Linked DNA regions of Capra hircus: region 2 is linked to region 1. The links are chromatin contacts, called in public Hi-C maps. All regions are on one chromosome and are shown on one strand. Each heading gives the region's core, a stretch centred on a gene start, on an enhancer-like site or on the middle of the called end of the contact. The rest is flanking DNA. Distances are from core to core; before and after follow the strand shown. Region 1 has its middle 9.4 kb from the start of RAI1. Region 2 overlaps NT5M (5'(3')-deoxyribonucleotidase, mitochondrial).

Region 1 (4,933 bases), core at 1,491-3,990:
GATCGAACCCATTTCTTTGCACTGGAAGGCAGACTCTTAACCACTGGACCACCAGGGAGTCCTTCTTTCTTTCTTCCTCCCTCCCTTCCTCCTTTCTTTCTGGTAATAAAAAACTATTACAAAAGCAGTCCTCAAACCCTTTTTTAATCTAGTTAACATAAAAACTATTCCACCCCCCAGGCCCTGGCCCCCTTGCACCCCTGCTCCGTGTCTGGGCTCTGTCTCCCCTCCCCACCCCACTGCCCGGTGTGGACAGTCACAGTGTCAGGGCTGAGACTGAGATGAGCCTCCCCACTCCTTGGCACGTCCCCAGGTGTGTGAGTGGTGTGGGCTCTGCTCTGGCATTAGAGGTAATGATGGTCATCCGGGCAAGTTGACCCAATCTCCCCCTACCCCTCCCTGCTCATCCGCCTCATCCAGGTGGTCATGAAATCCTGTCAGTTCCACCCTCTGCTCACCCCGGGCTCACAGCCTCTGTAACTTATTTCCTGTTTCAACACCCTGTCTACCCTTCTTACCGTGGCCTTATTCCTTCCACTGTGTTTGTCCCTGGCTTGCAAGGGCCCCCATACTCCAGGGCTGACCCATTCACATCCTTCCCTGCTCGTCCCTCTTGGGTGCCTTACAGGTCCCTCCATGGCCTTGTCTCCCTATTTTCCGAGCATACCCCCTGCTGTTACCTCTGCCAGAGACACCCTTCCCTCTTTGTCCTGTCTGGCTGCTCCCTCCACACCCTTCCAGGCTCAGATCAAGAGTGGACTCCTCCAGGAAGCCTCCGAGACCCCCGCCAGTCCCCTCGGTTGTCCTGTGACCTTCCCGGTGATCAGTACCCTTTGCGAGTCTCTCTGGCTCCAGGTGGTGAGTTACTTGAGAGCAGGACTGCTCTCCTCCTTAGGGCTGGGCAGACCATTTTTTGCACAATCCTTTTAAAAACAATACTTCTTGCTTTTTTAAGCTCTTTGCACCTACCAGCTCCTGTAAGCCTCCCAGGAGTACAGGGAGGGTGGAAGAGTGTGTTGGTTCACGTAAATTCAGGGGCACTGGGTGGGTTTGTGCCTCTCCCATGCCTGGCGTGACCCGTGACCACTGACCTGCCGCCCTAGGACTGCATTGATTGGCTCCTGCGGTCCTGGAGGTCAGCAGTCCAGCTCAGCACCACCGGGCTGACATCAGGATGCCAGCTCCTGCAGCTCCAGGGCACGGCCGTGTCTCCCATCAGGTTCTGGGACCGCCTGCCTCCCTCGGCTCGTGCCCGCACCCCACCTCCCTGCCTCTGTCATCGTCCCTCCTCCTGCCTGTGTCAGTCCTCCCCAGCTTCTTTCTGAAAGGACACTTGTGATGACATTCAAGGCCCACCCAGCTAAGGCAGGACCCTCCCGCATCTGAAGACCTTCCCTTGGTCACACCTGCAGGGCCCCTTCTGCCCTCTGCCGTCACACACACAGGTTCGGGGCTGGAGCGTGGGTATCTTTGGGCCATTATCCAGCGGCCGCAGGAGCACCCCTGCGCACAGAGCTGAGACACCCCCTCACCCCCCAGTCTGGCTCCAGTCTCTGGTCTGTGTGTATCACTTCCCGTCCTGAAGGTTTGCAGCCTGGCTGACCACACGGGGCTGGGCAGTCCAGGAGGAAGGAGGAAGAAAGCCCCCGGCCTGCAGGTAGGAAGAAACCCCATGCGGCCCTGTGGGTGGAGCGGGGGCACCAGTTACATGGACCTGGTGGGGCATCCCTCTCCAGGGCGAGCCACACAGAGGCGGTGACCAGGTAGCCTTCACGGAGGGCGGGGCACACCTGTCCCTTCCACCTCCTCCCGCCCCACACCTGGTGGTCAGCAGGTGCTGGACGATGGTTCTTCCAGAGGATGCACTGTTTAGAACATGTTGGGCAGAGGGCCGGACGGTTTCCCCCGTCTCCCACTTAGATCTCACAAGTATGATCTCTCATGTACCCATTCTATGGGCATGCAGATTGAGGCCTGTCTGCTGTGGTTGGTGTTTCTTGACCAAGCCTGTGCTCCCTGCCTTACATGTCCAGGCTCCAGGGTGCCCACATTACCCTGTAGGGACATACTGTCCCCCGTCTGATCTTGCAGAGGGGAAACTGAGCTTAGTGATCAGAGAAGTGTCACAGACACGGAGGCCAGTGCCTGGCACGGGGATGGGGCCAAGCTGGCCTCAAGAGCTGCACTTTGGTGTGGAAGCAGAGGGCCCCAAGGTCCAGGGTGGCTGGACCTGAGGGCGCGAGGGCCACTCCCTCTCAGGCCCACAGAATGGCAATGCTGCAGCCACCAGGCTGTGTGCAGCCACCAGACAGCAGCGCCAGCTCCGTGGGAAGGGGAAAGGGGACTGGGGGCGTCAGGGGAGGAAGTGGAAGAGGGGGCAGGGAGGGGGGAAGGGAGTGGGAAGTGAGGGGACGGGGGGGGGGGGGCCAGGAGGGTCGCCATAGTAATGGGAGCCAGCTCTGCTCTCAGGCCGGCCTGCCCCTGGGGAAGGAGATAAAACGTTTTCTATCGATTTCTGTCTGGAAAGTCATTGGTGATAAGCTCTTCCGGTGGAGACTGGAGGCCCGGCTGCTGGGAGCGTGCAGGGCAGAGGCACAGCCTGGACGCTTGGGTGGGGAGGTGACCAAGCCAGCAGGGCAGGCTGGGCGGGGAGCCACCTGCTGGGCCTTGGTCTCCCCTCCCGCCCGACGAAGCCCCCACACCTGGGTGGCCTGACTCCCTTCTCCGGCTGTGGTGGGAGAGGAGAGGCCAGGGACTTGGCGCGTGATGGACGGTGGAGCCATGCACCTGTGCCGTCTCCGGGACTGTCCGCCTGTGTCTGCAGCTTCTTGTGCTCCACCGAGGTCATCCTGGAGGAGGCGGCTGGCTACCCCCTGGCCTCGGACCAGAGGCCACAGGACCTCAACACCCTGACGTTTGCTGAGGGCTCTGGAGGAGGGGGAAGCCCCCAGTGCAGGGCTGAGCCCATTCACGTGTGTGCATGTGTGTGCACATGCTGGGGTGTGGGGCACAGGTGTGCAGCACTCCCATGCAGAGCAGGTGTGTACACCTGGCACAGACCTGGAGGGAAACCCAGGTGTGCCAGAAACAGCCTGCTTCCTTCCTATCCTTAAACCGACTTCAGTCTTGTGCTGAGACCGCCTCTAGCTGCCTGGCAGGAAATTGGATCTCAGCAGGTGTCCCCTCCAGGTAAGAGAAGGTGTCAAGGCCACTCTGAGTGCGGCCACCTTGCCTGGCAGGGCCGCAGGCCAGCACAGGTGACCACCTTTTCCTGGCTGGCAGAGACACCAGCAAAATGGCCCGAGGAAGGAAATGCCCAGCAGCCTGCCTGGGGGAGTGGGGGAGGGGTGGATAAAGCGCAGACAGAACTAGGAGGAGACCCTGACTGAAGTCTGGAGCCCTGGAAGCTGCTGCTCAGAGCGATGTCAGCAGCCACTAATTAAAGGAAATAAAAAATGTTTTCTGTGGTTCCCAGTCACAACAGCCACAGCTCAGGTTTACGCTACTGCTGTCCAGCACAACACAAGAACCACACTCATGAATTAAGTGACCTGCCCATTCTACAGATGGGAAAGTTGAGACCAGACACAGCTCCAAGCCACTGGGACCTTCAGCTCCCCAAGGCTCCATCTGAAGTATCCCCAGGGCGGCCTGGCAGAATGGCCCTGGTCACCCCTGGAAGGATGTAGGCTTTGGGACAGTGATCCTGCCCCTGTGGGAGGAGGACACCCGACTCTGGCTGGCCCGACTCTGGCTGGCCCGACTCTGGCTGGCTGAGTGGCCCTGAGGCTCCAGCCTTGCCTCAGGCTCGGCACCTCACTTCTCATTGGCTCAGTTTCCCTTCCAGGTGATGGAGCTGGATCTAACTATTCCTGAAGTTGGTTTCTTTCCAGTTATGCTCACCAAATAATTTTTTTTGTCATCTCGCAACTCAAAGACTAATTCGAGGCCATCTCATCCAACCCCTTTCCTCCAGTGCCTAATCCTTTTCCATAGCAACTCTGACAACTTCTGTTTGAACGCCACTCATAATGGGGAGCTCACTACCTTGCAAAGGGTGGCCAGGTTGCTTGCTGCTGGAGAATCCATGCTGGCTGAGATGAGGCCCAGGGCAGTGGTCCAGTTTTCAGCCCTGCTGACTAACTGCTGTGTGACCCTGAGCAAGAGACTTTCCATCTCTGGGCCTCAGCTCATCACCTGTGGCATGGGCTCCCTGGCAGTGCTCATCTGAAGGACAGTGAGGAGTCAGGGAGAGCACACGTGTGAAGTGCTGGGTCCACGCTGCGCCTGGCACAGATCTTGGGGAGTGGGCGTCTTGCCCCGGAAGTGGATGAACAAGTGCAGTTTCCACATGTCTGAGAGGCCATCTTGTCCCCAGGAAAGGCTGGCGCCAGGCTGTGGAGAGCCTGGGACCATTGCCACAGCCCTGACATGCACTGCTCAAGTCCTTCCTGGCTGCTGTTCACACCCAAGCTGGTGCTATCCGTTGTCATGGTGACGGAAGCCCATGCAGTCCTGGGCTGTCAGTCACCCAGGCCTGTGCTTGGGAGGCAGGCATGCGTGGTTTGTGTGCACATGTGTATGAGTGTGTGAACAGATGTCTGCGTGAGGCTGTGAGTGTGTACCCATCATGACATGTGGGCAGCAGGCGTGCGTTGTGTGTTTCTGGGTCTCTGGCCGGAGGCGGTGTGGACAAGCGGCAGCCCAGGTGTCTGATCACGGCCGTTGTGGTCACCCCTCCCCTTCTGAGCCGCAGTTTCCTCTGTGGACATAGCACGTTGTGAAAGACAGTCTCACTCGCTATTTCACATTTCATTCAGCATGTGTGTATTGAGGGCTGACTCTGCATCAGGCCCTGAGGACTCAGTGATCTCAGGTCCTCTCCTGGGCATCTTCAGTCCAAGGAGAGGTGGACAGACCAAGTCAGCTAATG
Region 2 (4,933 bases), core at 782-3,281, 100 kb after region 1:
TTGACTCATCATTTCTTATATTCCATTTCTGGATTAGTTTTTCTTCTTGCCAGAGAACATCAATTAGTTGTATTCTCGAAAAGGAATTGTTTTTGATGCCATATGATCTGAGACCTCCCATGTCATCAGGAAGTGTTTTTAGTCTTACATTCAGCTGGGTAAAGAACTCTGAGTGTGCAATTATTTTCCCTCAGGATGTGGAGATAATTACTACCTTTTTTTTTCTTGTTTCTAGTATTTGTTACATTCTCTTGCAAGTTGTCTGGTTTCTGTTTGGAAATATTTAGGCTCTAATAAAACATCAACCCCTGTCCAGTGGCAGATTCATCCTGCCTGGCCCTTGTGGCCTCTTTCAATCTGAGTTCCGGGACATTCTCAGCTTTGGGAAGTTCCCTCCTGCATCTTTGTCTCCTTTTGGACCAAAAAATGAACTCTGTCTTCTGCATCTTCACCTTCGTCTCTCGTCCTTTCATGCTGCGAGTCCTCGGCTTAATCATCCAACGCATCTACTTGCTCTTCAGCTGCGTCCACTAACACATTCAGCCCATTTATCGAGTTTCTTTGATGACCAGATTTAATTTTCCAAACACTCTAGTTGGCCTTTTTGAGGGCACAGTGTAAGGCTAAGGCTCTCTGCCCAAGGCTGTTGAGTATTCCTGCTCCAAGTTCTTGTTTTCAACCCCGTTCCTTTGGTATCGTTCCCTTGTTCAGGTGCCTGACGACTGTTGGCACCTGAGGTTCACCCCAGCCACACAGCCTTCCCACATGTGCAAGAGCAGAGTCACCCCTAAACAATGCCCAATGTGCTGGGCTGGGGGCTCCCCACCCCCCTGGGGCCCTGCCCATCCCTTCAGCCTGGCTCCCACATTCAACCTCCCAAACACAGATGCCTGTCTTCTCAGATTGGCCCAGGTGTGTGGGGGGGTTGGGGGTGATGAGGAAGAGGGCTCAGCTCACCTGGTGGCTCCCACTCAGGCGCCCTAAACAGGTGTCCTGTGAGGAGCTGGGCCCCTCGAGCCCCAGATTCCCCCCAGGCTCCCTCCTTCCCTCAGGCCCCACTGCTGCCCACATTTAAGGTGTTCCCCCCAGGCTCAGGTTCACCTCCTGGAGGAGAAAGATGTCCTGCAAGGCTGGGACCTGGGACCACGGCAGGGGGTGGAGTCATGACTTCAGTGTGAGTCATCCGCATCTGGGGCTCCTTTCTCCCATCCCGGCCCAAGCAGCAGTTGTGGGTGGTGGGAAGGGCACAGCCTTTGGCATTTGGACCGAGCTTGAGCTCTGAATTCTCACCTTCAGATTTCACAAAATTAAAATGATTCTCTTACTCAACCTCATGGTTAGGATGGACAACTTGGTTTGTGTCTAGTCCTCCCCCTGCTCCCAACTCTTTCCACTCGCTTAGCAGGTACTCCCACCCCCCAGGGTCTGAGTTCAGGCAGTCAGTGCTGAGGAGGTCTGAGGACAGAGCCAAGGCCAGGCAGCCCTTGTTTAAGTCTGAGGTCAGAGGCTCCGATGCCACCAGGGTCCAGGACTCCTGAGTCGTGGGGGCAGGGAAGAACCCTCAGCTCCAATCAGAGCAGTCATGCCCCCCACTTGGTCTCTGGGTCAGACCCCTGGGTGCCTCACCCTGGAAAGAATATGTCCACCTGTAAACACATCTGAGGGCTCCTGTTTGCACCTCTGGTTCGTATGGAGCCTGTAAATGAGGGGAGCCAGGAAGTGAGGCTGTTACCACAGAGGCCTCCAGGAGATCAGAGAGGGACACTTAAGGTGTCCCAGCTGGACCCACCTGGACCTCAGTCTACCTTCTGGTCTGTCCCTGGGGTCCAAACCACTCCAAGCCCTCTGCTTTCAGGTACCTCCCACTCACCCATCAGCAGCTGGGGTCCCCTCTGTGCATGGCCTAGGCCTTGCCCACAGTTTTCAGAACCAGGACGTTGGGTCCAGGCAGGTCTGATCCGAGTGCCTGGCTCTCACCGGCCTGAGAGGTGAGAGCTGTCAGCGCTGGTTCTCTGGCGCCATCTGGTGTCCATATGTGTGAACTGCAACTCCCGCACCGGCGGACACCACCTGGGAACTATCCTTTGCGAAGGAGGGTCGGGTAGGGAGGCGGCCTCACCAGCAGCGACCCTTTGGCCCCACGTCTCTCACGATAAGAACCTTTATCACTTCCAGCCTCTTTAGGCCCCAGCCTGTGGGTCCAAGCCAGCACTGCACAATCAAATCAATGTTTTTTTTCTTCTTAATTTCACCAAAATTGCCAACAAGGCCAAGGTGTTGGCTGGGGAGGTGATCGGTTCCCATTTCTACGAATTTCTATCCTTCAGCATTTCTGTCATTCCTCCCAGCATGGCCCAGTCTTTTGAGGCAAGCAGCTGTGTGAGCCTGCAGGCCTGCCCCCTCCCCTCTGAGGCTCAGCCCCTGGGACAGGGCAGCTCTGGACAAAAGCCTACAAATGTAGCTGCTGGGGCCCCTCGTTCCCTCGGGCACAGTGCTGGGGAGACAGCGACCTGATTCCCCCCAAGGTCAGGGGGTGGCTGTGTGCAGAAAACCCTCTAAATGGAAAATGGACACGAGACACAGGAGTGATACACCCCAGGAACTGGGGGGCACAGGGCACTGGGGGGTGAGGGGAGTCTGGGGGTGTGGGGCATCTGGGGGTGCAGGGCATCTGGGGGGTCTCAGGCACAGGCCAAGGTGCCCGGGACCTGCGCACATGCCTGATGCAAAAGCAGAGTGATATCTCAGCCACTCGGAGGTCGTAAGCATGATGGGTATTTGAGGCTTGTGGCTAAGATAGGATTCCTGCTGGCCAGGCGGGCTGGACACTGTCCTCAGCTCAGTGGACACCCAGGGTCCAAGCTTGTCCACAATGGCCAGGGGGATGGGTGGGAGCTGCTGCTCCAGGAGCCCAGAAGTGGGCTTAGGAGTCCTTCCTTCTCGTCCTTCCCCAAGGTTGCCTGTGCCCCCAGTAATCACTGGCACCCCATCACCACAGGCGCACACACACACACACACGCGCGTGCACACACCTGCATCCATTTCAATAGGTCGTGCTGCCACCAGGTGGCCAAGTCAGGACCATTGCCCGGGTTCCTGTCGGAGCCTTCCAAGCCCACTGTTCTGGATGCCAGGGCTCCAGCCACTGGGGCTCTGGTCATCGCACCTCCCCCAACCGCGTGTCACTAAGCAAGTCCATTTCCTCCACCGAGAAGCAACACTGTGGAATAAATGTCCGTTTTTTGCAACCCTTTCTATGCAGGCTGACCAACCCTGGAAGAGGCTCAGGGACATGTGGTTTGGCCCAGGTCCCAGCAAGTTGGTGGCAAACCAGGCCCTACCCTCCCGGCTCCCACTTCCCGGCCCCTCCTGCGGCCTCTCCTCTGCGGCCTCTGGGGGGCTGAGCTCGCCCCAGCCCTGCTTGCTGGGTGGTCTGGGCTCACCTGGAAACTCTCTGAGCCCTGGACTCCTGGGCTGGTTGTGGGCAAGACCAAAGGTATAAACACACTAAAACTCAGCCATGCGGGTTCATGTTCATTTTTCACTATCTGTTGTGGTTCGGTCACTCAGTCACGTCCAACTCCTTGTGACCTCATGGACTGTAGCATGCCAGGCTTCCCTGTCCCTCTCTATCTCCCAGAGTTTGCCCAAACTCATGTCCATTGAGTCAGTGAGGCCATCCAACCATCTCATCCTCCGTTGACCTCTGATACGCCTCCTACGTGCCCCCAACCCCACGTAAAGTGTTGCAAGCCGCGAGAGGCGTTGTGAGGCCACATAAAGGGCACGTTAGTGTACAGGATGTGATGACACTGGGGTGGGTCCCAACTGGGGAAACTCACCCAGAAAGTGGAGAAACACCCTGAGTCTTTCTGCCCAAACCTGGAGCTTCTGCTCCTCCCAGGGGCTCTACATCTTGAGCCCAGAATATCTACAATGTTTTCAAGGGGTCAGTCTCCACTCTCCATGGAGCTGAGGCATTTTGAGATCACGTGATGGAGCCCCAGTACCCTCCTGGTTGGGACCCACCTGCTGTTTTCCTATCCTTCCTCCTGGCCAACTTAGGCCCAGAGCCTGAGGGGCAAGCAGGGGGTTCCTGGAGGGCAGCTGTGGGGAAGACAGCAGAAGTGGATGAGAAAGCACAGGCAGGGGTGGCTGCTTAGGGGGCTGCTTCCCACTCGGGGACATCGCAGCTGCCAGCATGGCTACCTCCACCAGGTCAGGGCCTGTCATCCCTGACCCCATGCAGCCCATGGCGAGGCAAACCTGCCAAGCTGTGCCTCCCACCCGCCTCTCACCTCTTAGCTCTCAGCTGGACACCCAGGGACCAGACGCAGAGGACCTTGGGGTGGGGACTAAGAACAGCATTTATTGTTCACGCCTCCAGCGAACACCCCAGCCTGCAAACCCCCAGGTTGGAGTGGGGGCCGAGCCCTCCAGCCGGTCAGAGGCCGGGCTGTGAGGTCCCCTGCACAGAGCCAGCATGACCTGGAACTCGCACCATGTTGCTGGATCCAGGCGGGTCCCTGGGGGAGACCCCACTGGGTGTCAGGCAGGCAGCAGGGGCTGAGGTTCAGAGGGGCTGCTCGACCATCTGCTCCTGCATCGTCCTCAGACCAGGTAGCTGCCGGCAGGGAGGGGGCTTCCCTGAGGGAGGGGAGGACTGCCCCACCGAACAATGCCCCAGCTCCTCCCAGACCAGAGGCCTGAGGTCGGCCTGGGTGCCTGGTGTCCTGTCCAGGCCCCTGGGCCCGCCCTGCACTGAGGTCCGTGGAGGGCCCGGCCAGGCACGTACAGGGCCGGGGCTCAGCCCAGCTCAGTGGGTCCGCTTGCTGTCCAGAATTGCCCTCCAGTCATCTGCCCACGAGTGCAGCCTGCGGCTGGGGGGCTGCAGCTGCGTGTGGCGGTTGTGACAGGCTGTGAACAGGACATG

What was found. Hi-C and Micro-C count contacts between places; a contact is called where the count stands out from the background.
Region 2: a contact with region 1 is called in a Hi-C map of liver, with 11 times the contacts expected there. The contact joins two enhancer-like sites. A contact is called at or near these places in 4 of 5 Hi-C or Micro-C datasets (blood and liver).

Annotation. Positions count from the first base shown.
Region 1 is chr19:34,407,706-34,412,638 of ARS1.2, forward strand. No RefSeq gene overlaps it. Among named protein-coding and RNA genes, the nearest start is that of RAI1, 9.4 kb to the left of the region's middle. Within about 2 kb of position 2,741, at least 1 of the 5 cell types and tissues checked has an H3K27ac peak or open chromatin away from gene starts, as enhancers often do.
Region 2 is chr19:34,511,085-34,516,017 of ARS1.2, forward strand. NT5M (5'(3')-deoxyribonucleotidase, mitochondrial) reads right to left here. Exons shown (of 5, transcript XM_018064802.1): 5 at 4,348-4,933. The coding sequence ends at 4,817. Among named protein-coding and RNA genes, the nearest start is that of NT5M, 15 kb to the right of the region's middle. Within about 2 kb of position 2,032, at least 3 of the 5 cell types and tissues checked have an H3K27ac peak or open chromatin away from gene starts, as enhancers often do.